2 separate regions of the Arachis hypogaea genome follow, and region 2 is linked to region 1. The links are chromatin contacts, called in public Hi-C maps. All regions are on one chromosome and are shown on one strand. Each heading gives the region's core, a stretch centred on a gene start, on an enhancer-like site or on the middle of the called end of the contact. The rest is flanking DNA. Distances are from core to core; before and after follow the strand shown.

Evidence for each region. Hi-C and Micro-C count contacts between places; a contact is called where the count stands out from the background.
Region 2: a contact with region 1 is called in a Hi-C map of leaf, with 4 times the contacts expected there. The contact joins the enhancer-like site here to the promoter of LOC112738174 in region 1. A contact is called at or near these places in 4 of 8 Hi-C or Micro-C datasets (all in leaf).

The regions. Positions count from the first base shown.
Region 1 is chr13:39,804,691-39,811,766 of arahy.Tifrunner.gnm2.J5K5, reverse strand. LOC112738174 (LEAF RUST 10 DISEASE-RESISTANCE LOCUS RECEPTOR-LIKE PROTEIN KINASE-like 2.4) reads right to left here and starts at 3,246. Exons shown (of 3, transcript XM_025788504.3): 1 at 2,375-3,246; 2 at 1,125-1,160; 3 at 1-1,038. The coding sequence starts at 3,104.
Region 2 is chr13:39,915,134-39,922,327 of arahy.Tifrunner.gnm2.J5K5, reverse strand. LOC112738176 (pectinesterase) reads left to right here. Exons shown (of 2, transcript XM_029291578.2): 1 at 1-1,725; 2 at 2,576-3,841. The coding sequence starts at 1,329. The coding sequence ends at 3,267. Among protein-coding and RNA genes, the nearest start is that of LOC112738176, 4.8 kb to the left of the region's middle. Within about 2 kb of position 5,142, at least 1 of the 3 cell types and tissues checked has open chromatin away from gene starts, as enhancers often do.

The DNA.
Region 1 (7,076 bases), core at 1,997-4,496:
ACTCCATGCTACCTTCCAACATGTCAATCACTCTGCTTATGGTTGGTCTTTGAGAGGGAATTGTCTGAATGCACCACAAACCCACCATAATCATTTTCTTCGCCAACTCATTTTCTTCTGTGCTCATCACCCCATCAAGCCCCAAATCACTCCCAACCTCAAGCTTCTTGTAAATCACCAATTGTGGAAAGTATATCTCGCTCGAGCGACTCGCTTCAACATTCGCATTCTTCTGCCCTCCAACCATTTCTAGCAGCATCATTCCGTAGCTATAAACATCAGATTTATGAGATACACCTCCGAAACTCTTGTTGCACATCTCCGGAGCCACATATCCAACTGTGCCTCTAGCATATGACATTGACATAATGCTCTCATCCTTTGTGCCGAGTTTAGCTAGTCCAAAATCTGATATTTTTGGACGATAATTTTCGTCCAAAAGAATATTATGAGGCTTAATATCAAAATGCACAATCTTAGTGTTGCATCCTTTGTGCAAGTACTCCAATCCTTTAGCTATTCCGATTGCAATCTGGTACAACTTGTCCCAACTCAGGGCCGGAGTGCTTTGATCGGCCTTTTTGTGAACAAATTTTTCGAGAGAACCATTAGGCATGAATTCATAGACGAGAGCTTTTCTGCTTCCTTCGAGGCAAAATCCGACAAGAGTGACAACATTAACATGAGATGTTTTGCTAATGCTGGCAACTTCATTGACGAATTCTTCGCCGTTATTCCTTTTGGAGTCATTGAGCATCTTTACAGCCACAGAGGAACCATTGGGTAATTTTCCCTTGTAAACAGAACCATAACCTCCTTCTCCGAGTTTGACTTTGAAGGAGTTGGTCATTTTCTTCACGTCAGAGAAATTATATCTTTTTATACCAAGTGGACCTTGGCTTTCTAGAAAGGCTTCTATATTTCGATCATGCTTATTCATCAATCCTAATTGATTCTTTATGAACTTCCACACCTTAGCTTTATTGCGGCATATGATCACAGCAATCAGAGGTAGTCCAATTCCAGTTCCTAGGAAACCTGTCAGTACAATTCAGCATCAGCAAATCTAATTCCAAACTTGATTCATATTATTAGGTAACAAATTTATTTGAAAAAACTTGTACCTAAAACTAGCTTCAAGACTTTGTGCTTCGAACTACCTGCCAAGAGGGGGGAAAATTAATCATAATTAGATGAGTAGTGTGGAGAAGTGATTGTCAAATGGGAAAATATTTCACTTTTTGAGTTTTACAACTTTAGATATAAAAAAAGTAGAGAATGTTACAGCTACTTTCCTTAAAAAGAAATATTCAATGCTAAATAAAGCATGCGTTACACGATATCTGCTGATAGTATCCGTCACACCACAGCATCATGTAGGATGCATTAAATTACGGAGAAAGGTAGTGACAAGTCAACAACTGTGGGGAACTAGGTGACAATTTAGACATGTTAAATTTGTTCCTATGTGACAATGTCAATCATCTTTATTATTTTAATATCTCTTTCACTAATTAAGCTAATTGGCAATGTTTATCCCATCAGATTTATTATTTCACAGCTGCAGAGAGTATGCATTTTTATAAACACGGAAAATAGGGGCATTGTTAGGTGGGAACGTCTTTAAGTCAATTTTAATACGCTAGAAAAAAGGTATGTGCTATAATTTAAGAGTATCTTAAGGAGCAATCATTGCAATGGAGAATTGGAGATCCCATTTATATGTAACCAAATCCATCTCTGTTCTCATGACACACATGCTATATTAATTTATTTAGTACAGTAGAGAGGTTAGACACCTAAGTCAATGTGAACACAAGAAAATTAGTCATAGTTGGTTTTTCGATACTAGTAGTGATGGTGCTCTTCTGCTTTTAGCTTTTGGTATAAGATTATAATATAGGGAATAAAAAGACCATTTGGTAATTGGATTTTATTTATTATTATTGTTAGATGAATTTTGACTCTCTTTCTGTTGTTTTTGGACTACGATTGGCATAACTCCGATCCCATTGCATTCCTCTTCACACATTTGAACTTAATCCAAAGGCTAATTGAGAAGTCCCTTAAGACTAATTATTATAAAAAATCAAGATAATTATACATTTGTGTTGTAGAGTTTAGATAAATGTTTATTTTTTTTAATTTTTACAATATTTTCAATCAAATAAGTTATGTACTAATTTGTCATGAATCTGAATTTTATTTAAGAATTTATGATGGTTAATAAATTGTTTTATAATCCATATATAAGACAGAATTATTTAAATTTCTAATACTTATTTAAGCCGATAAGTGAACTCATTGCTAATTCATCCAAACTTAGATAAACTTAAATGGTAAATTTGCAAGAGAAAATTAAAAGAGAACATACTTTTATGAGAAGAACAAGCAGAAGCATGAGTTCCAGTGGGGCAATAACATGAAAACTGAGAGGAATCAGTTTCGTTATTGGTGCCACATACTCCTCCAGATTCCGTGCATGTTTTGCACTTTGAAGACAAGTCTGCATCATACTGAACATCAAACCCTTCATCCAATGCTCCCTTGAGATTATTCCCTACAGAACCTGAAACTTGCACTTGAACACTAACCCCACAGTTCCGAAACTGCTGAGCCTGAGTTCCATTGACAGCATAGAAACCACGTTTGCTGCTATCATTCTGGCACGTAAAATTGTTGGTGTAATGACTCCCAGATGGACAATCGTAGAATATAGTGATATTGTGAAGAGTGTTTGGGAGAAAATGAAAGGGACTTCCATTGAGAGAAGTGTTGGTGAGGTTGGAAGAACAGCGATCATAGACAAAGTCTGTTCTGACGAGTCTCATGGTACTCTGAGTTTGGTTTATGGCAAGTACATGGAACTTTTGCAAACCAATTTGAAGTGAAGTAGTGTTGTTGGTGCAGGTGAGTTTGAAACCATTGGTTCCACAAAACTGGGGTCTGTTCCCTCCCCAGAAAGGGTACGATGCGTTGGTGATGCGTGTTCCGCAGCTGAATGGTTTGCTGCAAATGGAGTATGAGGTGTCATTGTTTTCAGAGTAGGATTGCTGCAGAGTTATAAAGAAGAAGAAAAAGAAAACAAGAATGGTGTTACTCATGATTCTATGCAGAGAATGAAACAAGGTTATGGTCTTATGGAGATGGAGGAGCTCTTATTAGTTATTATTACTGTTGAGGAGCTCTTATTAATAAATAATAATGACTCGGAGAAGCTAATAAAGAGAGTTTCTTAGTTGTTTCACTTTCAGGGAATAGAGGAAAACAACAAATTAATCACGCGAAAAATTTGGACTTGGACTTTGGCTAGACTTTTCTTGGAAGCGGCGGGCTACTACATAATATTTTATAGAAAAATCGTTAAAAGTTTTATTTACTTAAAATTTCTTTAGTCCATACCGTTTAAATTTTATTCATTTAAATAACTAACGTATATAAATAAATTGAATTGGATTAGTAGTTAGTTTATTAGTCTATTTAAATAAGTATTAAGAATTTAAATTCTATTTTATGTATAAAATAACTAATTACGACTAATGATAAATTCTTAAATAAAATTTTTAATGACAAATTAATTTTTCACATGTTAGATTGGGGAGATACTGTGGAAAAAAAAATCTAAAGCATATATAATATTATATATTGTGTAGACTAAAGTGATTAGTGATAAGCGTGTTCATTTGAAAATTCTAGGAGGAGAAGATAAGAGAGCGATAGATTCATGTTTGGTTAAACAAGATCGATGGCATAGTGCTGAAATGAAACCCATGATTCAAGACTTTTTGGACGTAAAAGGAGTAGCTTGAAAGTGAAATTTCATCGGAGCCAGGTGTACCAAGACTATTATACTAAACGTTTTTATATTTTTAAATAGGGTTAAGTACTGAAATCGTCCCTAAGGTCTGGGGTGAAAATCAAAATCGTCCCCACCCTTTTTTTGTTATTAAAATCATCCCCAACGTTACAAAATGTTATAAAATCGTCCTTTTGTCCATAAATAAAATTTTTCGGACAATTTTGCCCTTATACAAAAATTAAAAAGTTTCTCCCCCTTCACCACTAACCTCTGTATTATCATCAACCCTCTGCATTATCATCATCACCACCATCGCTACACCATAACCACCAACAATCCAGCAACACCAACAGCAACAATCAAAATCAAATCAACAAAAATTTTAAATTAAACAATTCATCAATCATTAACTATAATTTCAGATCCAAAATTAACAACAACATAATTAAAAAATTTTAAAAAAGAAGTACAGGATGAACAAGAACCCACCACCACCACCACCATTATCATCATGGTCATCATCATCATCATCATCATCATCATCATCATCATCAGAATAACAAGAAACCAGAAACCACAAGAAACCACAACAAATCAGAAACCAGAAACCACAAGAAACCAGAAACCACAAGAAATCAGAAACCAGAAACCGGCGAGGAGCAGCGGTGGCGGCGGCAGCGAAGAGCGGCGGCGTCCGTGAAACCCTTCGCGTTCCCGAAACCCTTCCCCCTCTTCTTCCCGAAACCCTCCCTCCCCCCTCTTCTCCCTTCGCGTTCCCTTCCCCCTTTCCCTGAGGAGCAGAGCGGCGGCGGCAGCGAAGAGAGTAATGAAGACCAGTGGCGGTGGCGAGGAGAGTTCCCCTTCCCCCTCTTCTTCCCGAAACCCTCCCTCCCCCCTCTTCTCCCTTCGCGTTCCCTTCCCCCTTTCCCCGAGAAGCAGAGCGGCGGCGGTAATGAAGACCGGTGGCGGCGGCGAGGAGATGATTATTCATCTGCTTCTCACGTTCCATGAATAGAAGAAGAAGAAGAAGAAGAAGAAGAAGAAGAAGAAGAAGAAGAAGAAGAAGAAAGTGGTGGTGCAGGGCGGCAAGGCGGCGACAAGGCGGTGCGATGGTGCGGCGGTGGTGCGGTGGTGCCCTTCCCTTCCCCCTCCCCCCTGCCCCCTTTTTCTCCCCCCCCCTTTCTTTCTTTCTCTTCACACCCCACCCCCCGTTCTCTGTATCTCTATCCTTTCTTTACTTTCTTTTTTATTTATTTTTTATTTATTTTATTTTATAATTATATTTATTTTATTTTATAATTTTTTTAATGAGGGGTAGTTTGGTAATAAAAAAAATAAAATTGGTAAAAAGGATGATTTTAAAACGTTTTTGAATGTTGAGGATGATTTTAATAACGAAAAAAGGTCGGAGACGATTTTGATTTTGACCCCAGACCTTAGGGACGATTTCAGTACTTAACCCTTTTAAATATTAATGATTAAAAATAATAAATTCTGATTATTTTTAAACATTCCTCTTCTTAAATTAAAATAGTAGAATTTATGTATAATAAAAATAAATCTAATGATGATTAAATTCTCTCTCTATTATTTTATTAATTTTTTTTATTTTAAAAGATTTATATTCATTAAAAAATAATAAAAATAATATAAATAAACAATTTAGTACTATTTCAAAATTTAAAATTGTTTTAATATTTAAATTATTTGTAGAATATATGACTAACATAATTTATTTATTAATCTGTTTGTGACATATATATATAAAATAAAGATTGCTATTTATATTTTGATAATGTCATTTTATTTTTAAAAAACTTATGTAAGCATACAATATGTAATACCCTCACTATTAGAATGTCACGCTTTCTACTGCGTTACTCTGATAATAAGAGGTATTACGACGACTTCATGTACTTAATAATAAAATATGAGCTCTTGACTTGAAACTGTGTCACTGTTTTTTTTTTTATTGAAAAATCGGAAAAAATATTTTTACAATAAAATAAACAAGCATATACATAAACAAAACTCCTTACCCAAGTGACTTATACATGTTATATACATACAAATCATATAACTCCTATCCCTCCTACATAATTATAAAATTAATGGCGAGGGAAGAATAAATAATAACTGAACTAATACATCCATATCGCATAAGCTAAACTTAAAAATTTTTCATAAGCTTCTTCGTCCGTTTCCTGAAAAGAAAGTCTATAGGAGAGTGAGAACATTGTTCTCGAAAGGGTTCTTAGTAGAGGATTTTTAAGAATTATTGTAAGAAGCTATTATAGTTAATTAAAAACTATTTTCAAAACATAATGATTATCAATTTGTTATTCAAATCTAAAATTCGAATAACGGCGACGAAGGCGCGACAATGGCTCCAGTGGCAGCTCCCTCACAAGCTCTCTCTCTCTCTACCCAATATCTCTCTCTCTCTCTCTCTCATCGTCAGTATTGGTGGCAGCAGCGGGACGGATTTGACGGCGAGGCGTGGTGGCGCGGCGGCAACGCTCTTCCTCCCTTCTCCTCTCTCCTTCCTTCTCGTTCTCCCTTTCTTCCCTCTGCTCTTTCCCGTTCTCTCTTTTCTCTTTCTTTCTTCAGCGTCTTTGTGTGTGTGTGAGTGGTGTTATATGTGTGTGTGGATGGTGTTACGCGTGTGTGTATATGGAAAAGATGGGGTGTGACGGTGGTGAGGCGGTGGCTAGGGATTAATGGGTTCAATTTGGGGATTAGGGTTTTGTGTATGAAGTTGGAGATTTTGGGCAATTTAGTAATTTTAATAAAATTAAAGGGTAATATAGTAATTAAAAACTAATTTTGAATCCAATAGTAATATTTATACAATTATCATTTAATTATCAATTTACAAATTATTTTCAACTCAATACTCTAATTCAATATTTTGAGATAATCATATTAGTTTTTTTTTAATTATAAAATAGAGCTAAAAATCTATTATTCAAATTAAAGCATATAAAATTCTTATTATTATTCAATTACTAAAACTTTAAATCATATATAAGAAATTTCTTAATTGATATATAAAATTTTTTAAAAATATAATTTTAATTAAATATAATAAATTATAAATAAATTTTTATTTAATTTTTATAAATCCGAGATCTTACATCCTACCCCATTTATAAAAATTTTCGTTCTCGAAAATTGTTATAATAAAATAAGTTTAAACTTAAATTAAAGAAAATAGAATCTATGAATAGAAGTATAGGCATTGTCAAGGATGAATATTTAAAAGGGTCAAGTAAGC
Region 2 (7,194 bases), core at 3,893-6,392, 110 kb before region 1:
GTCAAAGGTGTTTTCTCAAGGGGGAATTGTGTCTTATTCCCAACAAGTGGTATCAGAGCTTCGGTTCGGTGGGATTTATTCTTAGTATGCTCTGTGGTTGCAGCCTAGTCTGACCTTCCACATCAGAAAAGAATTTTGTCCTGTGGCTTGAGGTTGATCTTTGGTTGCTGTTGTTGTTGCTGGAAGGCAGTGTGACACTGTGAGAGTGCAGTTTGGAAAAGGTTCTGGCTAAGGAAAGACTTGGTATTTAAGTGTGTCCATTGTGACCCACCTCTCTTTCCTGGGGACCCTTCCTAGTGCACGGTCTACAGTTGAGTTATAATATTCCAGTATACGGTTGCAACAATGTCAGGATATTCAAGTGCTGTGAAGCTTGAAATAGAGAAATTTGATGGAAGAATCAATTTTGGCTTGTGGCAAGTACAAGTCAAGGATGTGTTGATACAATCAGGTTTGCACAAGGCGTTGAAGGAGAAGATCTCTGGTTGCTCTCTCTATGAGAGAAGATGATGTTCTCTAGAAGACAAGAAGTATCCTCATGGTATTACCGCACTGCCATGGATAAGGATAAGTTGTGGCAATCGGGTCCACAATTGCACACGGGCATTGGTTGGCGTTGAGATGCAAGGTGTGTGGCGGAGTTAGGTCGATGGCTGAAGAACTTCCAGGAAAAGCCAATTTGGAAGTTGCACCATGAATTTTCAGCAAGGTTTCGATCTGTACCAAGGCGAAATTCTTGGAGTGGTCTAATTCCAAGTGAGTATACTTTCATGGTGGAGTATGATAGTTCTCTGAACTATGATTGTCGGTATAGACAATGGCAGCAAAGAATTGTCGGTGTTGACAATGGAAGCTGAAGATGTGTGACTATTTCAATCAAGGTGGAGATTGTTAGGATTTGGTTGAATTAGTCCCACATTGCTTAGGATAGCAAATGGAGTGGGTGGCCTAGGCTATAAATATGAGGCTAAGTTCTCCATTTGTTTTTGCACCAGTCAGAAACACTTTAAGCTTGTATCTGATTTTTCTTTTCCTCTGTACTCTTTGATTAGAGAGTGTTGTGAGGTGTAGTTAGATATTTGCTTTGAAAGAGTGTGGGTGTACTGGGGTGCCGGTGAGAGAAAGAAGTCTATGTGTTGTAACAATTTTCACATAGTGATATTCTCTGGTTGTCATTTGACAACGGCCGTGGTTTTTTCTCCGGTAATTGGAGTTTCCACGTTAAATTCTTGTGTTGTGATTGTGTCTATTTTATTTCTCTGTCAAAGGTGTTTTCTCAAGGGGGAATTGTGTCTTATTCCCAACAGTCCATCACCAAGGCCGTGTCCATGTTAGAAGCGGAGCAAGAAGTCAGAGGAAGGAGGAGGTTATTGCTTTCATCATCATCAAATCATAACAAACACGGACATGGCTTCCCTGAATGGCTATCGGTTTCCGATAGGAGGCTTCTTCAGGCGGCGACACCACCAAAGGGTGACGTGGTGGTGGCGCAAGACGGGAGTGGGAACTACAAGACGATAACGGAGGGAGTGGCGGCCGCCGCTAGGATTGGGGGAGGAAGGAGGGTTGTGGTGCACGTGAAAGCAGGAGTTTACAAAGAGAATGTTGATATCAAGAAGACAGTGAAGAACATAATGATAGTTGGAGATGGAATTGACGCTACCGTTGTCACTGCTGACGGTAACGCACAAGATGGATCCACCACTTTCCGTTCAGCTACATTTGGTAACTCTTCATATTCATATTATTATTATTATTATTATTATTATTATCTTACCATGCACACGTTACAATAAAATATTATAATAATGATGAACCAATTCAAAGATAAGCGTACCCCTGGACGCCGGAAAAGGACATGCACTGTCACTGGCGGTACTCATTTCTGTACAACAAAGTGATACGGATCATCAATAATCAATTCATCATCATTTTCCTTTTCCTATTCGCATGTCATTTTACAACATCTCATCACTATTATTGCTACTTTTCTTCCAACCTCTAACTTTTTATACTCCTACTACTGCATACTAAATTATTTTTATTATATACTAATATCATTTATAGCCTTTCATTAATATTAATTTCTTAATTATCATATAATTAATATAATATATTTTCTTAACACTACTGTGTTTTCAAACTTAAAAGAATCTTAAAAAATATTTTAATATGAACCTTATTAATATCACATAAAAAAATTTGGTAACAATTTTTATGTAATTATTTTTATGTAAAATTAAAAATTAAAAATTATTAAATAATTTAATTAAATTTTTATTTAATAAATTTTGTCTATTGAGTTTACATAAAGATCGATATATGCACATTTTTACCAGAATATTTTCAAGTGTTTTATAAAGCCTAAGCCACGTTGGTAAATACGGTATTTTTCATATTCCATGGATTAATTAAGAAACAGATAATGAATTAATTATACCTAAAAAAACTTATGGACTAAATTAATTAAGGAAATTAAATAATTATAAACGACATAAAAGAAAAGAAAATCAAATAATTATTAACGAAAATTGTTATAAAGATGGTGGTGTGATATTTAATTTGTTTGTGGCAGGGGTTTCCGGTGACGGGTTCATAGCGCGGGACATAACCTTTGAGAACACGGCGGGTCCACAGAAGCACCAGGCCGTAGCTCTCCGGTCTGGCTCCGACCACTCCGTCTTCTACCGCTGCAGCTTCAAGGGCTACCAAGACACCTTATACGCCTACGCCCAGCGCCAATTCTACCGCGACTGCGACGTGTACGGCACCGTGGACTTCATCTTCGGCGACGCCGCCTGCGTCCTCCAAAACTGCAACATCTACGTCCGAAGACCCATGGGCAACCAGGACATCACCGTCACCGCCCAAGGTAGAACCGATCCCAACGAGAACACCGGCATCGTGATCCACAACAGCCGCATAACTGCTGCCGGCGACATGAGATCCGTTCAGGGCTCCTTCAAGACCTTCCTCGGGCGTCCATGGCAGAAGTACTCAAGAACCGTGATCATGAAGAGCGGCCTAGACGGCTTGATTAACTCGGCCGGTTGGAAACCATGGAGTGGAAGCTTTGCTCTCAGCACACTCTATTATGGTGAGTACATGAACACTGGTCCTGGTGCTAACACTGCTGGTAGGGTTCACTGGCCTGGCTTTCATGTTATTAGTAGTCCCTCTGAGGCTGTCAAGTTTTCTGTTGGTGATTTCTTGGCTGGTGGTTCATGGATTCCCGGCACTGGTGTCCCCTTTGATGCAGGTTTGTAAATCATTTCAAAATATTATCATAAGGTGAAAACTCAGGTACAATCAATGAAATTTATTACCCTTGAATTTTCACCTTATCATAATTTCATTTAGTATCCATACGTATTTCTACTCAACCACTATTTCTTGTACTCATCTATCCTTCATTTTTTTGTTATTATAAAATATAACGCCGAAAAAAGAAAAAGGCGATTTATTTTCTAATAATGAGTTTGAATGAAATAAGATGTGTACATTAGAAACTAAAAAGCAATCAAGGTTGTAAAATATACAGGGTAGGGAACCAGTATATTGTCACGTAGTTTGTGTTGGGTGTTAATTTGCCTTGTATAGACACGGGACAAAAAAGATGCTGTACTTGGTTTTTATGTCTACTACTATTTCCATTGCCTTCACGGTACTGTATGTAATAGTTTGTGCAATTTGTAAAATCCATGTGTATAAGGATTTATAGATATAGATAGATAGATATATAGATATATTATAGTGTCACGTATATAGTTTCAATAAAGTTGTAAAAAGGCATCAAGCCCTTGCTGATTTGTTACGATAATATAAATTAATTGGTTCCATATGTAGAGATGTCAAGTCGTTTCCTGTTTTCTCATCAATTGGAAGGGTTTGTTAAAATTCCTGCATAAGGACCCACAAGCATGCACAAAATGGATAATGACGGACAGATAGAAATTAAAATATTGATGTAAACTGTAAAGAATAAATAAAGTAGTTCTCCTTCTAGAAAACAAACAAGCTAATTAATTAAAATGACGTGCCGTAACACTGCCCATTTTTTTCCTTTTTGTTTTCTGAAGTAGTCAAATCGAGTATTAGGAAAAATTAGAAGCGAAGAGTACACTTAAAAGAAATTACAAGATAACACAAGTAAACATCACGAACCTACATGTAATGTAATAATCAATAAGAAAGAAGTATAGGAAATTAATTTTTAATTAATTACTATCAATCATTTTTATTATAAAATTATTCTTAATTTTCTTAGATAATTTAATTAGGATTTAGAGTTATAATTAAAATTAAAATTAAAAATTAAAAATTAAAAAATTAATTGACGTTGACTTAAAAAAATGGACTAAAAAAATATTTTAGACTTATGTGAGAATGCTTTATGATGAATCCTAGCGTGGCACTAATCAAACATATGTATGTCCCTAGCCATAATTCTTAACTATGCATCTCATAACAAATTAAGTAAATCTTACTGATCATCAATCTTATTTTTATATTTTCTAATACTTACTATAACTATTAAAATTAATTATAAAATGTAATTAATTTTCTAAAATTGACAAATACTTTTTGGCCTTCAATTCATATTCCTATTTTCTTTCCTTCCCATGAAAGATATGACAACTGTGTTCATTTATTTTTGGCATCAAATAATGAGTATACATGGTTCAGTTTTAATTAATTAGATTTAACAGAATACAATTAGCTAGCTATCAAGATTGTGGCCCTCTTTAATTAATGTTAAATATTTGTATTAGGAAAAGTCTAGGAGGTTTGGCCAGTATGTAATTAGCAAAATAAAAATGAATAATCATACACTGTTGGATGAAATCTCATACCATTAAAAACATCATTGATAGTTATTTGATGACTACAAATCACAAAAGTTACTGCCTCCTAGCAATTAGTAGGAAGTTAGATAGATTAATGATGATAAATAAAGATGAAAATAAATAAAAGTGTTATTGGGTCTACAGGTGCATTCTGTTATTTCTGTTGTTCATAATTTTCATTCTCTACTTAGCAGAATTTTAGCCAAAAATGCTGAACGAGGATGAGATAGAGTGATAGATTATTGAATGGTTCAAAATTCACATGTCATTCATATATGCATATAGTCAAGTCTTTTATATTGTCCTGTTAAGCCGCCTTGCACCAAGTTATAAGGTATAGCATATTCTCATTATAATACACACATATGATAATGGAAATTAAAAAGCATAAGATAATGAAGGAACGTGATAAAGATGTTTAGAACTTAACCTCGCAAAATGGCCCACTACCTTCTCTCCAATCAACTACTCTATAAACAAGAAAATAACATCTCCATTTAATATTAGAAATCAACATTGAACCAACCCGGCACGACGAAAAAATTTGAAGTAATGAAGGTTTATATTCACCTTTAAATTATCATGTAAATTAAGTTAATATATACAAAACTTTTTTAAATTAACTAATTGATGTAGTTCAATTATATATTCGACTAAGATGAGAAAACAATAATATTGCATTACGCGGCCTATAAAAAGCAAGAACATTTTCTTTTTTAACATAATCAGATAATCCTTGAATCGAAACAATCTACCATTGCAAAAATTTTGGCTAGGTTAGGTAGATTTTCTCACTCTGATAAAGATATCTTATATGTAAATTTATTCGAGCTTTATTTTTTTTTCATTCAAATACAATAATTTTTTTAAATTAGTAATTTTTTTTTATTTTTTATAATTTTTTAATTTGGTCAAAAAATTAAAAATTAATCTATTATAAATTTAAATTTTATTTAAAAATTTGTTATTAATCAATAAATTATTACTGTATACATAAAAAAAATATGATTCTAAAAAAAATTATAATTCTGTTACATTATCAACAAAAATTTTATTAATTTCTGTTAACTTTTATTTATAATTATGTTAAATAAAAATATTTTTATAAATATATCTTTTGAATGTATTTTTTATATATATGTTTAAAATATAATAATTAATTATTAATAATAAATTAGTAGATAGTATATATTAGTAGTCAATACTTTTTCAAAGTATTATAAAACATGTATGAATTGTGCAGAATAATTTACTAACTAACGTTGACAACTGATAGTGAATAATATTCATAGACAATATTATTTGCACTCAATAGTTAAACACCATCACCGAATACCTCAGTTTACGTTGTATTCTATTGGTTGATTAATTATTATTATATTGTGGGATCCAGCTCAACTTTTACGTTTGTCGTTTTCGTGGATGTTGCTTTATTAAGGGTCCATTTGAAAAATTTTAAAAGTAATTTTTTTTATGAAAAGTAGTAGTATTAATGTCTAATGTAATTTTTAAAATCAAATTATAATTTTTTAAGAAGTTATTTAGGAGTTTATAGAGAAGTAAAAAAAATAATTTTTTTTATAATACTTCTATTTTTTATCATATTTCTATAAAATAAATATTTCTAGAATTAAAAATCTAAATACAAAATAATTTATTTATAAATTATTTTTAATAGAATTATTTATTGTTTAAGTTATTTTATTAAAAAAAACTTAATTAAGTTAGTTACCCAAACTGTACCTAATACACTTTGTTAAAAAGACGTTTATCATTCATATTGTATTATCGGCTTATTATTTATTTGATTACTAAAATATAGTTTGGCAAATCACTGAAATCAGAGACTCTTACACATCTTCATCATAATAAAAGTGAGCTTTATTAATGATTATTTTATTTAAATTATAAGACAGACCATATTATTTATATAAATTTTGACGTGTAAATATTTAAAATAACATATATACTTGTATTTATTATATAAAATTTTTATCAGTAAATTAATTATTTGTATATATACAACGATATTTTTATTTTATTTTTTGATGTGACGTATTTTTTTTACAAATTCTATCTAAAAAGTATAATTGTACGTGATTTTGGAGAGTATATGAAAAGAATCCTTAAATTAGACGCAAATTTATAAAAAGTTGGATATGATGCTTGAAAACTATGGGACATGTCTTATATATATAGGGGCCAAATGATCGTACTTGTTGAACAAAATAGATGCATTCATGTCTTTTTGTCTTGTTACCTTCATCTTCATATATATAATTAATGATATCGGTGGAATTGTATCATTGATTTAAATAGTATAAATTTAGAAGAAGTATAATAGATG